Regions from separate parts of the Sus scrofa genome. Here regions 2 and 3 are each linked to region 1. Evidence: chromatin contacts called from public HiChIP or PLAC-seq data. All regions are on one chromosome and are shown on one strand. The core of a region is the stretch at or near the end of the contact, and the rest is flanking DNA. Distances in the headings are between cores, read along the strand shown. Region 1 holds the start of TMEM131L (transmembrane protein 131-like). Region 2 overlaps TMEM131L (transmembrane protein 131-like). Region 3 overlaps TMEM131L (transmembrane protein 131-like).

What was found. HiChIP or PLAC-seq counts read pairs in DNA pulled down with a chosen protein or histone mark.
Region 2: a contact with region 1 is called in an H3K27ac HiChIP or PLAC-seq map of skeletal muscle. The contact joins the enhancer-like site here to the promoter of TMEM131L in region 1. A contact is called at or near these places in 3 of 5 promoter capture datasets (fetal liver, fetal skeletal muscle and liver), 10 of 47 Hi-C or Micro-C datasets (alveolar macrophages, brain, embryonic fibroblasts and 5 more) and 2 of 2 datasets of contacts at active chromatin or transcription factors (alveolar macrophages and skeletal muscle).
Region 3: an H3K27ac HiChIP or PLAC-seq map of skeletal muscle shows a contact between it and region 1. The contact joins the enhancer-like site here to the promoter of TMEM131L in region 1. A contact is called at or near these places in 2 of 5 promoter capture datasets (fetal liver and fetal skeletal muscle), 3 of 47 Hi-C or Micro-C datasets (embryonic fibroblasts, liver and skeletal muscle) and 2 of 2 datasets of contacts at active chromatin or transcription factors (alveolar macrophages and skeletal muscle).

What each region holds. Positions count from the first base shown.
Region 1 is chr8:75,643,459-75,646,343 of Sscrofa11.1, forward strand. It overlaps TMEM131L (transmembrane protein 131-like), which reads right to left and starts at 1,411. Exons shown (of 35, transcript XM_021101486.1): 1 at 1,203-1,411; 2 at 472-542. The coding sequence starts at 1,326. It overlaps LOC102159783, which reads left to right and starts at 549. Exons shown (of 3, transcript XM_021101487.1): 1 at 549-1,058. The coding sequence starts at 691.
Region 2 is chr8:75,538,693-75,541,577 of Sscrofa11.1, forward strand. The region is part of intron 7 of TMEM131L (transmembrane protein 131-like); the gene reads right to left. Among named protein-coding and RNA genes, the nearest start is that of TMEM131L, 100 kb to the right of the region's middle. Within about 2 kb of position 1,494, at least 3 of the 83 cell types and tissues checked have an H3K27ac peak or open chromatin away from gene starts, as enhancers often do. A contact at or near this core is called in skeletal muscle, where this site is marked.
Region 3 is chr8:75,562,544-75,565,428 of Sscrofa11.1, forward strand. The region is part of intron 3 of TMEM131L (transmembrane protein 131-like); the gene reads right to left. Among named protein-coding and RNA genes, the nearest start is that of TMEM131L, 81 kb to the right of the region's middle. Within about 2 kb of position 1,533, at least 6 of the 83 cell types and tissues checked have an H3K27ac peak or open chromatin away from gene starts, as enhancers often do. A contact at or near this core is called in fetal skeletal muscle, liver and skeletal muscle, where this site is marked.

The DNA.
Region 1 (2,885 bases), core at 161-2,660:
AAAAAGCCCAGGATTACAACCCTTTAAAGTCACATCTTCATCCCACAGCTACTGAACGCCCAAGGCAAGGAGCACGCACTAACATTTCTGAGACAAATATTCCATATTCCTGGTCCTCGGGCACAACAGAACGGCACACGGAGAGATCTCGGGCGCGGGGCCCTCGCCCACCTCGGACCAAAGGCGGCGGAGGGGCCCCCGCCCTTCCCTCCGCACCGCCGCGGCTGGAAGCGGCCCTGCTGAGGTGGCCTCGGCTCCCACCTCCTGAACTTGGGGCCGGCGTGACTCACGCCCTGTCACATGGCGCAGGAGGAGGCTGGGCCGGCCACCGCTGCCAGGTGTTCGGGCTCGGCCCGACAGTTTATTTGCCTGGCAAAGTGGCCCGAGCGCCGGTGCCGCTGGGGGGGCCGGCGGCCCCCGGGCCTCTCCTCCCTCGCTCCCCCGAGCCGCCCTGTCACCTGGCGTCCTCACCTGAGTGGGCAGCAGGAGTTCCCCTTCCTCTGCCTGCCACAGCTCCACCACGTTCGGCAAGGGCTCGATCGCTGCACCAACACCAAAAAACACACCGCGTTTTTAAGGCACGGAAAAGAAACGCTTCCTGTTTCCCGATCGTCCACCCCTGCACCCGCCGCACCCAAACAAGCCTCCCTTCCCCTCCAGAAGCGGAGGCCACCCGAGGAGCAGCACACAATGGAGCGGGTGCAAGTCGGCGGCCCCTTGGACGGAGAGGCTAGGACGTGCGGGGTCGGGGGCTCTGGAGCCAGGGGAAGCCACCCCGGGGGACCCCCGCACTCCGGCAGAAGCTGGGGCTGGCGTGCGGGACGCCGCCCGGGCGGTCAGGCTTGGGGAACAAAGCTGCAGGAAGCCGGGCCGCGGCTGGGCCCCGGCGCGCGCCACACAAAGCGGGGACTGCGCCCGGAGCACCCGGGGCCCGCGCACAAAGGCTCCGGGGCGCGCGCGGCTAGCGGTCTGCGACGCGGTCCCGGAGCCCCGCGACTTCCCGGCTTCCAGGAGGCGGGGGCGGAGGGCGCGGGAGAGGACGCCGCAGTGAGCAAAAGGTACCGGCCCGGAATTGCAACCGCTTTCCTGCCTCCTTTGCCGTCCCTCCCCTCGCCCTCGTAATAGACTTCAGCAGTTCCCCCAAAAGAAAGAGGAGGGGGGCGGGGTGGATAGGGAAGCCAGCGGAGCGGCGCCAGGCTGACCTTGTCCCTGAGCCCCTCCCGGGCGACAGCAGGGCAGAAGGACCTGGAAGACGCCCAGCAGGAGATTCACGGCCGCGGCGGTGCGGCAGTAGCAGCCGGGCTGCGGGCGTCGGAGCCCCGCCATGCTGCTGCTCGCGCTCCTCTCGGCTGCTCGCCGCGCTCGCCGCTCGCTCGCTGGCGCCGGGGCCGCCTCGCCCCGGGCCCGCCCCCGCGCCGCCCGCCCCGCCCGCCCCGCCCCGCCCCCTCGCCCCGCCCCGCGCCGCGCCGCGCCGCCCGCCCGCCCCGCGCCGTGCTGTGCAGCCGCCGTCGCGGCAGCAGCAGCTGCAGCCCAGCCTCTCCGGCGCGCTGCTGCTCCGCGCGTGTGCGCCATAGATAGGGAGGGACGGAACGCGGCGGGGCGCGGGGAACGTGGACAATGCGAACGCCGCGGCTGCTGCCCCGCCCGGCGAGGAGCACATGGCTGCGGGCCCGCCCCGCAGCGTCCGACGACCGCCCCCCTGCCCCGAGGCTGTGACTGGGGCTCTGCGAGCTGGCGGGAGGGGCTCCCCGGCCACTATCGCCCAGAACTTTGGGGTGGTTTCCGCTTTGTTTGCGCACACGGGCAGCGAGCGGGTTATTGCCCACGGGGATGGGAGCGGCGGGAGGTGGTGGGAGAGAGGAGTCGCCCAGCGAGACGCCCTAGACAGGATATTAGTGGAAATAATGCAGTGGTTGTCAGGAAAGGCGAGTGCAGCCACATGGCTACTGCCAGGTCTGCAGCGAGGATATCCGGTGGCTGCAAGGTCTGTAATTTAGAATAAAAAGAGCTCTCCCAAGACCCGAAAGGCTGACCTCAGCGCCGCGTGGCGGTGGTGCGCTCGGCACCCTCCGTGGAGACTGTCCAGTTTGTGACAGGTGGGGAAGCCTCTTCGAGGAAGTTTGTAGCTTAAAAGGTCCTGCATCTACTTCCCTTCGGATTCCTGTTGCAGAATTTAGCCAGCTTCTGAAACCTGGTTAAGGTAGAGGACTTGGCCAGTTGCCTGTCTGTAACATTAACAGGGTACTATAGGTGATACTTGGAAATGTGTTTTCTAACCCTTTTTGTTTGTTTGTTTGCTTGATCCCTGTAACCAAAAAGTACATCGAAGGTCTGAGATCTCTTTTAAGTTAATTTCATGCCTTTGCCAGCGGTATCAAGAGCAAGGGTTTATTCAGGAATCTCTTTACACAACCTGAAAGTATTGGCAATCTTAAGATATCTTTTGTTAACTTGCTGCTTCCAGAGGAGCTTGTATGGAATTCAGAGAATATGAACAGTGTACAAAAAGAAGGGAAGGGACCAGAGCACACCTGTCTGCTTACATTGAACCTCTATTTAATTGCTTCTGGTGCCTTCCAGTCTAGACAATGGAAAAGCCTTGGTCCAATAGCAGGACGGATGCAAAGAAGGACTAAATCAATGGTGAATTCTCCCTCCCTCTCAAGAACATAATACAGTGCTATGAACCCGGTCTCACACTGTCTGGGTATAACACTAAACAAGGCTAAATAGCCTAATTGCTTGGCTGAAACTTCAGTTTAAGCTTGTAAATATCCAACTCCAACACCTCCAGTATTCTCTTTGTCCCTTGCCTTTTTTCTGTGTTGCCTGCCAGCATCTACCTGTCCTTAGTAAGGATCTCCATTCTCATTCCACTACAGCCC
Region 2 (2,885 bases), core at 244-2,743, 100 kb before region 1:
ACCAGGCCAGGAGCAGAGTGTGATATGGGGCGTGGGGGGCCTGTGGGCAACTTAACAAGAAAGAAAATGACAGATTAAAGGTCGTAGTCACTTGAGGTGACTTTCATTAACAAGAGAAATCCCCATCCGGAAGAGGATATGATGCTTTCATCCAGGCAGAATGAACAAGAGCTAGAAATTAGGATATTCTCAGCAATGACCCCCGAAGAAAACCATCCATGTAACGTTGCTTAAGAATTACTTCGATAAATCCCAACTTCAGAGCCTATTCTTCTCAAGTATTTTCCTTCCCTGTCACAATTCTGAATGCCAACCTGCAGAGATCTTTCCCCAGGCAAGTCTCTTCTGCCCACATGTGTCTCGGGAGGAAGACAGACCCACGGAAACTGCGTGACCGGTCCAGCCAGGGGCCCGCCCAGCGGTGCGACATACAACGCATCCTACAGAGTCAATGATTTCCTAAAAAGGAGGGCTCTCTTGGGTCCCTTCCACTACACTCACCCTTTAACCAAACTCCTCATTTAGCATCTCCTGTCGCACAGACACACTCAGCTGACTTATGAGTACAGACGATACCCTCGCCTCACCCAAATCATAAACAGCATTGTGTTTCTGCAACTCCCAGGACCCTACCCTTCTACCTCTCAGGCATCTCACCACTGAAACATTGACCCATGTCGCCGGACCCACCCACTACACCATTTGTACAACCCAACAAACTGGCAGACATGGGTGGTTTTGATTCGTTTTAAGGGGAAAAGGGTTAAAGTGTATCGCGTTCTTCCTGATCTTGTTTTTTAAGAAAAAAAACTCGGTGTGGCCAAGCGGCTTCAAAGTCAATACAGACTCATGATGAAACCCAGCCACGAAACCTTGGGCGAATGTTCTACCTTTTCCAGGATTCAGCTTCCACTCTCGTAAAACAGAGTGAATGGACTTGCAGCCACATTTACAAGCATCACATGAGGTAGGTGAGCCAATCGCGGTACACAAAGCAGACCCTCCCAAGGGAGCATTATTTTCACATGTTCATTCACAATAATTGCAATGAGTTAGTAAAACTCCTCAGCAAATCATTCTAAGAAGCATTTTCCCCCTATCAAAATTGTAGGAAAAGAAACTCCATTTCCAAGAGAAGGAATTTTTTTTTTCCTCAAATGCTTCAAATTCTCTGTCTTCTTTTGCAAGTGGTTCAGAACCCAAGCAAAGAGAGACATGTCATTTCCTGCACACCCTCTCCCACCTACCCTGAAATGTGCCAGAGACCAAGAAAGACAAAAGGCAACCTGGAGAACAAGTTAACACTGAGATAGTGAGACGTTCGCTTGGACCAAGTGGCAGTGGCCTGAGTTGGGCAACACTTTGGCCTCTACACTTGGGCAGCTGGCCCTGAACGACCATAACCCGGGCTGGCAGTTTTAGCACAGCCATGTGGGATTTCCACCTTGGTAGGTCACGCAGCATCTTAGCGGCTCTACCCAAAGGCAAGCAGCTATTATTACACCGTTGGCTGATGCTGGGCCTTAAGCCAATGGCAAGTGAGTCTGAAAGGCCTGCCTCAACCCTTGAGCCTGGGCTCCGGCTCGGCACCAGGTCAGGCTCTCCGATGCGGCTGCAATGCCTTGACCTTGAGCAACACAGCACAGCTTCGAACCCAAGTAGGCATGACAAGCTGTGAGGATGAAAGAAAGGGTGTGACAGTGAAAAGAGTCTGGTGGTTTCTCAAAAAATTAAACACAGTGGGAGTTCCCACTGTGGCGTGGGGGTTAAGAATCTAACTACGGGGGCTCTGGTTACTCAGGAGGCACAGGTTCAATCCCCAGCCGGCACAGTGGATAAAAGGATCCAACAGTGCCATAGATGTCTCATAGGTTGAAGCTACAGCTCAGATTCAATCCCTGGCCCGGGAACTTCCATTTGCTGTGAGTGCGGTCATGAAAAATAAGTACATGAATAAACAAAGAATTACAACACGATCTAGCAATCCACTTCCAGGTATACACCCAAAAGTGACAGGAGGAACTTGAACAGGGGTGTGTACATTTATATTCACAGCAGCATGGCACACCACAGCCTGATGCAAACAACCCCAAATCCACTGATGGGTGAGTAGGTCAACAAAACCCAGGGTAGACATACAGTGGAATATTATTCCGTCTTAAAAGGGAAGGAAATTCTGACACCTGCTATGACCTGGATGAACCCTGAGGACATGATGTTAAGTGAACTAAGCCAGTCACAAAAGGACAAATGCTGCAGGATTCCATTTATGAAGGGACCTGTAATAGCCAAATTCAGGGACATAAAGTAGAATAATGCTGACGAGGGGCTGAGAGGAGGGGGTAGGTAATGAGGAGTTATTTTTTCATGGGGTAGAGTTTCCGTTTGGGCAGATGAAAAATTTCCAGAGGTGGACGGTGGTGATCGCTGTATAATAACATATATAATGAATGCCACCCAACTGCACACTTAAAAATGGTTAAAATGGGAGTTCCTGTCGTGGTGCAGCACTAGGAACCATGAGGTCACAGGTTCGATCCCTGGACCACTCAGTGGGTAAAGGATCCAGTGAGCTGTGGTGTATGCAGCAGACGTATCTCGGATCTGGCATTGCCGTGGCTGTGGTGTAGGCCAGCAGCTATAGCTCCGACTGGACCCCTAGTCTGGGAACCTCCAAATGCAGTGGGTGCAGCCCTAAAAAGACAAAAAAGACCAAAAAAAAAAAAAGGTTAAAATGGTGAATTCTGCATTATGCCTATTCTACCACAAGAAAAGGAAAAGCTTGGAGGGCAGAGCAAACAAAACAAAAAACAAAAAGGCGTCCCCGCCAGAGCTCTCCTCAAAATAGAGAGAGCTTCCAGAATACTCTCTGCAGCTTCTACAGC
Region 3 (2,885 bases), core at 283-2,782, 81 kb before region 1:
GAATCTGTATCTATAAAATAAAATGCAATATATCCGAAGTTACAAATGCCCTTAAGAAGGTACAGCTGCTGGCCTACACCACAACCACAGCAACTTGGGATCTGAGCCACATCTCTGGCCTACACCACAGCTCATGGCAACACCAGATCCTTAACCCACTGAGCAAGGCCAGGGATCGAACCCACATCCTTGTGGATACTAATCAGATTCGTTTCTGCTTCATTTCATGCCACAACGGGAATTCCTCGAAAAAACTATTAACTGTCATAACAACATTTTAAAAGCCATGTGGAGAAGCTCCTAAACGCAGCATGTATAACTACATTTAAAGACTTAAGCAAGTTTTCCAGAATACAATCTTTCCATTTTTCACTAAGCACAGTTCAGAGGCTTGTCCAGAAGGAGACATTTGAGTTTCAAACCTGCTGGTCCACAGAAGCATTGTAACTTCAGCAAGCCCCTCTGCCATTTTTCTTGAAGGTGCAAACACTACAGAGACCGGAGAAGTCCTTCCAAAATCCTCAGGTCACTGGAAGAATCCTGGCGGCAATTTTTTCTTCCTGCCTCTATCGAAGCTTCCTTCCTTCAATTTCTCTCTGCTTTCTGTCATCTCTTATCTGGATCTCCTTAATTCTGCCTCCAGCACTAACTATATTAATAATAAAGGTGTCACTTCAGTCTCCGTCTAACCCCTCGTGTCCAGCTCAGGCAGATAAGAAGTAGACTATTTATTTATTGGGCTCCCTCAAACCCCCAAAGGCCAGGCTTGACTCCATAACCTGCTTGCAATCAAGACCGAGAACACACCCAGTTGCCTCCAGAAATGTTTTGAAAAGCCACAGGAGGCAATGGGTATAAAGAGTTGCCAACAGCAGATATACCACAGCCACCCCCACTCCAGACCGAGCTGACCAGGGCTCAGCATTCCAGAAGGAAAAGAGGACAGGCCAAAAATCATCTTAGGAAAGTCAGGCTACTTCCTGGATAAGTCAAAAGGAAAATTATTAATGACAGTCCTCTTTCTGCCTCGTGCACTGAAAGTGGATTTATCATCAGATTGCACATACAACTTCTGAATGAAGAGGTGGTTTGGAGAATTTGAGTAAAGATCACACAGCTGCAAGGGGCAGAGCCAAAATTCCAATGCAGTTCTGTCCAGGTCAGAAATCTGGACCCTGTACGGAGCTCAGGTCCATCCAAGATCATATGACCTACCCAGGGAACCAAGGCAGTCGCCTCGCCTGCTGGGGGGAGAAAGGGCTTCGGAGTCCAGGCCCAAAGTCACCACTTTCTAGTCCTGAGAGGGGCAGTCGCTTAACTTCTGGAAGGACCCAGCCTTAGTATCGGTAACATGAAAACGACAACAGTAGCCACCTTAGAGTTACCGTGAGGCTAGAGTGAGATAAGGATGCCTTTGCTTCATGCCTGGCACATATTAAGTGCAATAAATATTCGTTCCTGCTACTAAGAGGGTGACATCCTGTTCTCATCGAACAGGAAAAGCAACGAGGACAGACGGAGCAGCCAACTAAGCACGGAGTCAGAGGTGACCTCGGGATTTAGAAGTCCCAACTGCGGCAGCGGTAGTTATCTCTGAATAGAACAAGTGAAATATGAACCTGGGCTGAATCATACCACAAGAGTTTTCTAAGTCCCACAACCAAGGAGTTTGACACTCCCAATGAAAATCAGACACTGAACTTCAACCTAAAGCAATATGGGAGAAACAGCCAGAATTTCTCCAACTGCAAAGAAACTCTTTTTTGACCTCACCACTGGAGCAGTAAAATGGTGTCGGAGTTCCCATCCTGACTCAGCAGAAATGAACCCAACTAGTATTCCTGAGGAGGCAGGTTCCGCGATTCCTGGCCTTGCTCAGTGGGTTAAGGATCTGGCATTGTCGTGAGCTGTTGTGTACATCAAGACACGGTTCAGATCCCGCATTGCTGTGGCTGTGGTGTAGGCCGGCAGCTGCAGCTCTGATTTGAACCCTAGCCTGGGATCTTCCATATGCTGCAGGAGCAGCCCTAAAATTAAAAAAAAAAAAAAAAAAAAAAGAAGGGTCACTATTTTTTCCTAAGAGTCACAAGGTAGATTTACCTTTCTCATTGGTCTGTTTCAGCACACTTGACTTTATAATCTAGAAACTAGATCAAGTATCCAAGGAGATTTAACATGACTGTATAAGTTTCAAAGTTAGTTCTCATAAATAAAACCATTCTACACACAGGCACTCACACACATACACATGACCTTGAGCATCTGTTAAAGACGGAAGGAGGAAAAAAGCAGCAAACTGCCGGAAATTAGTTAACTACGGACATCATCAATTATCCTCAGATATCACTGCTAGCTAGGAACTTACACTATGTTTAAAGATGCCACAGCTTCCATTTCTAAATGGGCATTCCTTTTTTTTTTTTTTTTTTTTTTTGGTCTTTTTGTCTTTCTAGGGCCACACCTGTGGCATACGGAAATTTCCAGGCTAGGGGTTGAATAGGAGATGCAGCTGCCAGCCTACACCACAGCCACAGCCACGCCAGGTCCTTGACCCACTGAGCGAGGCCAGGGCGAGGCCAGGGATCAAACCTGCATCCTCAGGGATACGAGTCAAGCTCATTACCACTGAGCCACGCCAGGAACTCCTAAACTGACAACATTCTGAAAGAAGTAACTTAAGCCTCAAGAGCTACAGAAATGAAATGTCTTCCCTTTTCCCCTCGCTCTCAAAAGTCAGCGTTAACCTCTTCCCAATCATACCCTCAGTAATACAGATGATGCTTTTATGTCAAAGTCCACCTGGCCTCTTTCACTCTCAGGTGCCCTCACATCTGCCATCAGACAAGTGCATGCAACTTGTCAAAATAAATGATAAATCCATGCCA